3 separate regions of the Sus scrofa genome follow, and regions 2 and 3 are each linked to region 1. A link is a contact called in public Hi-C data. All regions are on one chromosome and are shown on one strand. The core of a region is the stretch at or near the end of the contact, and the rest is flanking DNA. Distances in the headings are between cores, read along the strand shown.

Region 1 (2,815 bases), core at 212-2,711:
GGTCAGTGAATCTGTGCCTTTATCCTGTGGAATCAGCCTGCAAACACAAGGTGCCTTGGAGCACATCACATCCAAATGCAAAAGGTGCCACAGATTTCACTTTTGAGAATCCAGGAGTCTGCCTTCCTCAATTAACCTCCTACAACACTTTCATTGTACACCACTGAGCAAGCAGCCTCGAGACGGTGTTGCTTCTGGGTTTCCAGACATGTGTCATTTCCACTGCATATTTAGTAGCACATAACTGCCTGAAGTGGGGAGACGGGAATGTGAGGCATGTCTCACTGAGGAGGAGGGTTTTTATATTTCAAAAAAAAAAAAAAATCACTCAACTGCTAATGGAAACGTCAACCTCCCAGCCCTATTCTTAAAAATAAATAAATACAAGGAGTTCCTCATGTGAGAGGCACATTAGGGACACAAGATATTCATTTCCATGAAGTCACTCACAGCAGGCCTGTCTGGAAAAATGCTTTCATCTTCTGTGAAGGGAGGAGGAATTGTACCAGCAAGAAGGTTTAAAGACCAAAACTTTGAAGTGGAGGGTGAAATGGGAAAAGTGATCCTCCGGTCAGGTGAATTTGGGCCAAACCAGATTAATTTCTACATTTCAATTCAACATGGGCTGCATAGAGACTACAGAGTCATGATTTGTAAGGAGATGCCTCTCGGTCCTGTCCAGCAGTGGGCACACGGGGTTTCCTACAGTTTGGTATGTCCACCATGACCCTGGGTGCAGAGGGCAGCTGAAGAAGTAGGTGCTGCACCGCTGGAGCTGGACAGCTCTGCTTTGAGCTGCTTCGTGGATTGTTGTCTACTTAAATTCACTTACTGCACATTCACTGAGCATCTGCTATAAACTGCTGGTACTATGTCAAGTGTGATCAGGTGATAGTGATCAAGATAGATGTGGCCTTGGCCTCGTGAAGGCTGTAGGCTCTGCAAAGTTCCCTGTGGGCTGTTGGGAGGTATGAGTGTGAACACCATGAATGGGGTTCCAGCACGCTCATATTGAAGATGAATAAACTGAGGTCCTGACAGAATCCCCCAAAGGATTAACTGCAAAGTTGGGAAACAGAATCTGGATGCCGTGACTTAGACTTTAGTGTTATTCCTCCTACGTTCAGAGCTAGGACAGGAAGAAAAGGCATAAAAAAATCTTAGAAATCTGCTCAACTCTAGGGGATGTGAATTTCGGTCCATGACTACATCTTATCTCTATTTCTGTTCATTCAAGTGCTCTCTCAAGATAGAATCAAAGCTCTTCACCCATTCTTGGACATGGAGAAGATCAGATACATGGGCCTTTTTCCTTCCAGACTGGTGTCTCCAACTTGCATTTGATCAGAGGTCATCTGCCTGCTGTTCGTTTCAGAAGCTTTTGCCTCAGTCCTTCTCCATTCAAGCAGCCCTTTCTACACAGCCAGCTCTCTGTGGAAACCTTGGGGCTCTCTTGCATTCTTTGCTGCCCTGCATCACTTCCTTCCTTCCTTTCTTGTAGGCACTGGGAATACTTTCTCTCCAACCCCCATTCCTGCTGCTGTTCACTCTCCCAGCCATGACCTTTGCCTCTTTCCCTTTCCTCTCTCTGTTTCCCTTGAGGCTCTGTTGCTGTACTTTTATACTGCTGAAAACCAGGATGTGGTGGGATAGAATTCAATGTGTTTTCCTTTTGATTCTGAGCTTCTGCCTTGTTTTCTCAATGTCTGCTTAAAAGCCCTCACTCTTTCTTTTCTTTTGCTTTTTTAACGGCTGCACTGTGGCATATGGAAATTCCCAGGCCAGGGGTCTAATCAGAGCTGCAGCTGCCGGCCACAGCCACAGCCACAGCAATGCCGGATCGGAGCCATATCTGTGACCTGCACCACAGCTCATGGTAACACTGGATCCCCCACCACTGAGGTAGGCCAGAGATCAGACCTGCATCCCCTTGGATACAAGTTGGATCCTTAACTCATTGAGCCACAATGGGAACTCTTGCCCTCACTCTTTAAAATGCTGTGTTTCAACTTTAGTCCCGAGCACTGGTCCTGCCTGTGGTGCCTCTTTCCCCTTCGCATCTGTACATATCTTCAGTCCTGTCTCTGGCAAGGTGACATCTGATCAGGCTTTTACATGAAAAAGGGCAACTTACAGTGTTTATGATTCAGGATGTGGAATGTTCCTTACTCAGTCTGTCCAGACCTTGACCTCCTGAAACGCACGACTCAGAGAATTGTTGGCATTGATCTTATGCTGTCCTTAAAGATCCTGTAATACATTCATCTCCTGTTCTTGGCAGCTGCTTACAGGTTAGTCCCCATAGCTCAGTCCTCATTAGGGGCATGATACAGGATGGAAGGAATGGGAAAAGCAACTTCTACCTACCAAAGAGTGTCCCATGAATTATTTCTTTGTACAATGTTGTTTATTATAGTGCAAAAAACCCAAAACAGTGCCTGTTTATTTTTGAGAAGAGATTGTTTTCTTTATACAGTTCAGCACATGGAGCACATGGACTTTCCTGTACCCTTTGAAATCCTAAAATCAGAATCTCCACAATCTAATTAACATCCTTTGTGGAAGTGAAACATTCTATGGTTTATTTTTATCTTCTGTGTATTCCTTCATCTGAATTCAACTATTTGAGGATGAATTTGGTGCTTGGCCTACCTGCCAACACCAGTGCAAAGAAGACAGGACAGAATTGAGTTTTGAGAGATTTTTTGAGTTGCATTTGCAAAGGAGGATGATATGATATTATTAGGACAAGAGCTTGGGAAGGTTTTCAATTGGGAGAGTGATTTTATAGAAATAAACATATGTTGTCCTCTCG
Region 2 (2,700 bases), core at 90-2,589, 150 kb before region 1:
TTTCTCTATCTTTCCCCTCCTCATTAAGTTTCTTTTTTTTTTTCCCTGTCTTTTTCGGGCTGCACCTGTGGCACATGGAGGTTCCCAGGCTAGGGTCCAATCAGACCTGCAGCTGCTGATCTACATCACAACTCACGGCAATACCGGATCCTTAACCCACTGAACGAGACCAGGGATCAAACCCTGATCCTCGTGGATTCTAGTCGGGTTCTTAGTCTGCTGAGCCACAACAGGAACTTCCTCCCCTCCTTATTAACTGATTTACTCATTCATTCATTTATTCATTTAATATTTATTTCACTTCCTATACCATGACTGTATTTATCAAAATCAGAGCTTCCCCCTTTTAATGCATTATATTTCCTCTCTTTTTCAAGGACAGCTTGAGATTTTAGTTACCAAGTCAGTCTTTAATGAGAAATGAATAGTGGGAAAGTGGGATCCACTCCTAGGCCTCTCCTGAATCTTATTTCACTCACTTTACCTCTCTTTGTCCTTCCTGAAATCTAAGATCCTGTGGGCCTCATACTCATAGTATTTAGGTGGTTTTCACATACGTCTTGTCCTATTATTAATTTCTGTGTTTTCTGTTTTAGGCTGTAAGATACTAGAGGGAACTCAGCATAAAATGTCAACAATCACCATGCTTGCTTCTTTTAAAATTTTACTTATTTATTTATTTTTAACAATATCTGGACTCTACTCAGCCAAGATAATGAGTAGGGAGCTTCATTCAGAAATTAGAAACAAGGAAGATAAACAAGAGGTGCTAAGAAGTATCTAGATTCCTTCTACAGGTTTTGGGATTACACTAGGATGAGTACTTCTAATTTGGGACAGTTCCCAAAAGTGACATGAAGAATGAATTTTTTATGAAAAGGAAGAAAGCGAGCAAACCTGAAGTTGCGTATAATCTTGTCTAAACAACGAGTCTGCTGTTTGTATGGCCTGATAGAGTGAACTGGTGTCCCATCCATTATTTTTGCCAGTTTTACACTAAGAATATCTTTCCCCTCCTGTACTTAGTTGTAAACACAGGCTCCTGCTTTTTAAGGCTAGTGTTCCTCAGGGTTATGGACAGAAGAGGAAATTCCTTTTAAAATAGCTTTGAGATAGGATTTTTGTCCCTTACATGAAATAAACCTTTTGGGAAACAAAACAGAATGGATGGGAAATAACATGATAAGAGAAGGGCCCTGTAGTTTGGCATTGATTTTAAATCCAACCTCTTTTCAAGGGGAGTTGTTAAAGGTTGGTGCTGATTCATCTCCAGCTCTGCTGTTTCCCATGGGGAGAGGCACCATCATGAGTCTCACGCAGACTCCTAAGCATTAGCAGTTAGTCACTTCTTGGGTCTTTGATGTGTTTTGGGCCAACAGAATCCTTGAAGCAGGCCTATCACAGATTGGCTTTAAAGAGAGTTTTGAGGCTTGTAGGGGCAAAAAGGCTCAGGGGGAAAAGACTCTTGTTAAGAAAAATTAGGCTGTGGATTTTGCATTGTGTCTCAGCAGTAATGAAACTGACAGTATCCATCAGGAGAAGGGCCTTGCTCAGTGGGTTAAGGATCCCATGTTGCCTTGAGCTGTGGTGTAGGTCACAGACACGGCTCAGATCCCGCATTGCTGTGGTTGTGGCGTAGACTGGCAGCTGCAGCTCTGATTGGACCCCTAGCTTGGGAATTTCCATGTGCCACCAGTGTGGGCCCCCCCTCCCCCAAAAAAAGACAAAAAAGAAAAATTAGGCTGTAGAGCCAGACATATTTCTGAGGTCCATTCAGCCTAGTGAACTCCAAGGATTCACAGACCCATGAACTAAAAACTCTGCTGTGCATGCTAATGTATAGAGTCTGTGTTGGCTGGGCATTGGAAAACAGAGAGCCTGTGGGCAGCGCTGAACTCTGACAGGAGTAAATATCTTTACCAAGTTCACTTATTTTCAGATATTTGAAGGTCAAGGTAATGAGAACCCCTGGCATAGTTTCAGGTTAAATACACTATTTCCCTCAGCCTTTAAAAACAGCTTTAATATTCTGTTGATAAGTATTGATATGGGTAAAGTTCAATTTCTGCATTAGGAAAAAATTTCTACATAGATAAATAAATTACTGTAGATATAGACATTTTAGTGTATATGCACACACATACTCACAAGTTTTAGAAGGAATAAAATATTTTATTAAGCTAAAGTTATGGCTATTTCATTTCATTATGACTAGGATACTTTACGAATGGAATAAATTATCAGCAAATAAAATGTTGTACTTTAATGATCTTAAAACATGACATCTTTTTAAATGGTCACTAGATATTTTGCCGATTTCACCAATTACTTGTCACACTCTGGCTGGAAATTCTGAACCATTCCATTCATTTATTAACTTGCTCAGGAGACTGTTTTTAAAATTTATGAGAATGCTTGTGGTCAAATGCCTCCATTGCCTTTACCTATGACTCAATGGAGAGAATGCTTTTCAATTGGTTAGTAGTATAAGCACCTGCCTTGTATTTTGGATTATAACTATAACTATGACATTAATTGGCTCTCTTCTTAGCACCTTCTTGATCATACTGCCTGAACTGGGCTGATCTTGTAATGGAGCATTTTGTGATAACATGTTAAAAATGAAACTATTAAGACCAGATGGCATTACTGGCATTATTGGGCAGTCACACTAGGAAAAACAAAACCGCATTGCAAGTT
Region 3 (2,700 bases), core at 40-2,539, 210 kb before region 1:
GAACAGGAATTCTAAAGAAACTGTTCACTCATATTTCAGCCCATCCTCAGAGAGAAAAGATTATCTAGAATAGCATGAAACATCAAGTTGTCTTATCAAAGATGAATGAAAATAAAAACAAGGCAGATACTGGTTATACACAAAAAGCTTTTAGTGATTCTCATGTCTAACCTCAAACAGGAAACCCTACAGGCAGATCTCACTCTGTTGCACTTTGCAGATATTCAAGTTTTTATAGGTGAAATGCCTTAACCAAGTCTATTGGGCCACTTTTCCAACAGTATTTTTTAAAAATTAAGGTATGTATATTGCTTTTTAGACACAATGCTATTGCACACTTAATAGACTACAGTATAATGTAAACGTAACTTTTATATGCCCTGGGAAACCAAAAAATTTGTGTGACCTGCTTTATTCTGGTTGTCTGGGACCAAACCTGTAATACCTCCAAGTAGCCTGTGTTCAACTTGACTTTCTCAGTTTTGTGCAAAAGGTATAAGAAAAATAAGTATACTGTCTTCAAGGTGAGCTAAAGAATTAATTGTCATCAAAATCATTTATGAAATAGAAAAAAATTGCTTATGATACCCAGCCCCCCAAACAAACACAATCTACTGGTCAAATTTTGACTCAAGTACATCTGATTAGTTTAGGAACATTACTGGTTTTGTAACATACATTTTTCCTACAAATTAATGCAGATCCTCATTCTGTTGCTTTCCTGTTTTGTTTACACATGTGGGGAGGAAGGGGTCTGAAGTTCCCCTCAACTTATATATGACCTTGGACTAGTCACTGAACTTCCAGGAAACTCAGCTGCACCTTAGTAGGGAAGAGGCAAAGTTTTTCAAAGCTGCCTTTGCAAAGTTCTGGAATTTCCCATGGAATGACTTCTACAAATGCACAAGCACAATACAAGGTCCCTCTTTGGTGCTACACAGTTTGAAAAAGGGAGTTGTGAGGAACTGTCTTTCATGAGCTGATAGTTTCTCCAAACTCTGGAGGGGAGGTGAAGATGATTTCAGAATTTTGCCATCTTCTATCTACTTTGTCACTTGAGTGTGACAAAGGGCATGGCACCGCTAGCGTATAGTAGCCATATGCAGGGGCCATGGGCCATTTCACCTCCCCATCGCTTCCTCTTGGGCTTCCTAAGTGCTGCTGCCTGGGAAATGCTACAACGTCAGGGTGTGGAAAACTTTTGTCCCTCAGACATCCTCTGGACTCCTGCAAGGAGGAGGAAGGCGCCTTTCTGTCGAGCAGCAGGAAGCAGCCTCCAGCCCTCCCGGCAGGACACTCGGAGGTGGGGCAGGGAAGAGAACAAAATGTGGATGGGAGGTGTCAGAGGCATCTGAGGACTTCTGCACTGGCCTCAGCCTTCAGTCAGCTTTTGATTTTTCTCCTGGGGGTGGAGAAGTGAGAAGGCCACCAAGTTGAGGTTTGTGTGGACAGAAAAGGAGAGTACTTTCCACCATGAAACTCACTCGAGTAGAAGAATAAAACACAAGGGTGAAGAACTAGGAAAGACTGAGTCCCACCATATCCTGGCTCGACTTTAGCAAGGAATAATATATTTTACCTTTTGGTGCCCAAGAACATTATTTCTTAATAGGTAGGCATTTTCAAGATGCCACTCAAAACGTTTTCAGTGACATGTGGGAGAAAGCTTTCCTTAGAAATATTATTTTGGAATACTTTCACTGAAGAAAGCATTGTTCTGTACAGGCAACAGAGGCTAGAAAATGGTCTCCCAAACCCCCTTCCCAAATATTAAAGACACACACTAGGTCTCCACCCATGACGCCCCTCAGAGCAGACACAGAAACCACTCATTTGTCAACCCCAGACACTAACACTGTGGCTCCCTACCTACCAGCACGAGGGCCCTAGGAAACTGCAAAGTACCTGTAAGGCTCTAGCTGGCCACCAAATGTTGTTTTCTCAACTGAGTCACCTCCTGCCAAATATATCTCCATAATGAGAATCTACCAGCACAGACATGTGGTTGAAATCCTAGCTCTGTCATGTACAGTGAGTGATCTGAGGCAAGGTATTTAACTCTCCCCAACCTCAGATTCCTCATCTGTAAAATGGGAATAATGATATCTACTTGGTCAGGTTGCTGTGAAGAGTACACGTGACAACAGAAGCAAACTGCAGGATAAATTTTAGCTCCTTAATGCTATTATCAGTCTGTCAAAAGTCTGTGGTTTTTTTATAAACACAGAGTGTGTGTGTGTGTGTGTGTACATACACATATACATGTATGTATATATGTATATATCCTAAATAGGCAAGACTTTCTTTCTATTTACCATCAATTATGAAAGCAAGAAGAGAATATGTCGAGAAAAAACTAAGATACAGTAGACCTAATTAAAAGACCCCCCAGCAGGACTACTACACCCCACTTATCACTGATCATGATAATCCGTAACAACAACACAGGATCCCACAAGGAAAAGTGCCAACAGACAGGAAGAGCCTTTCTCAGCTGGGGACCTTACCCCTTTTACATTAACTAAATTTCTGACTAATTTGAGATGGAAAGAAAACACTACTGATTGTACTCACTACCCATTCTTATAAAACATATTTTAACCCTACAGAACTGTCCTTCTCGAAAGAGTAAGAATTACCCTCAAGAACTTGAATTCTTCACTACACTGTGGCTACGCAATCAGGTATACAGACAACTGT

What was found. A called contact is a pair of places that touch in the nucleus more often than the background predicts.
Region 2: a Hi-C map of liver shows a contact between it and region 1, with 1.9 times the contacts expected there. The contact joins two enhancer-like sites. A contact is called at or near these places in 2 of 47 Hi-C or Micro-C datasets (embryonic fibroblasts and liver).
Region 3: a Hi-C map of liver shows a contact between it and region 1, with 4 times the contacts expected there. The contact joins two enhancer-like sites. A contact is called at or near these places in 5 of 47 Hi-C or Micro-C datasets (embryonic fibroblasts, liver and subcutaneous adipose tissue) and 1 of 2 datasets of contacts at active chromatin or transcription factors (skeletal muscle).

What each region holds. Positions count from the first base shown.
Region 1 is chr17:1,421,555-1,424,369 of Sscrofa11.1, forward strand. The region is part of intron 4 of DLC1 (rho GTPase-activating protein 7); the gene reads right to left. Among named protein-coding and RNA genes, the nearest start is that of C17H8orf48, 190 kb to the right of the region's middle. Within about 2 kb of position 1,462, at least 10 of the 83 cell types and tissues checked have an H3K27ac peak or open chromatin away from gene starts, as enhancers often do. A contact at or near this core is called in liver, where this site is marked.
Region 2 is chr17:1,274,537-1,277,236 of Sscrofa11.1, forward strand. The region is part of intron 5 of DLC1 (rho GTPase-activating protein 7); the gene reads right to left. Among named protein-coding and RNA genes, the nearest start is that of KIAA1456, 220 kb to the left of the region's middle. Within about 2 kb of position 1,340, at least 2 of the 83 cell types and tissues checked have an H3K27ac peak or open chromatin away from gene starts, as enhancers often do. A contact at or near this core is called in liver, where this site is marked.
Region 3 is chr17:1,208,607-1,211,306 of Sscrofa11.1, forward strand. All of the region lies in intron 5 of DLC1 (rho GTPase-activating protein 7), which reads right to left. Among named protein-coding and RNA genes, the nearest start is that of KIAA1456, 150 kb to the left of the region's middle. Within about 2 kb of position 1,290, at least 13 of the 83 cell types and tissues checked have an H3K27ac peak or open chromatin away from gene starts, as enhancers often do. A contact at or near this core is called in liver, where this site is marked.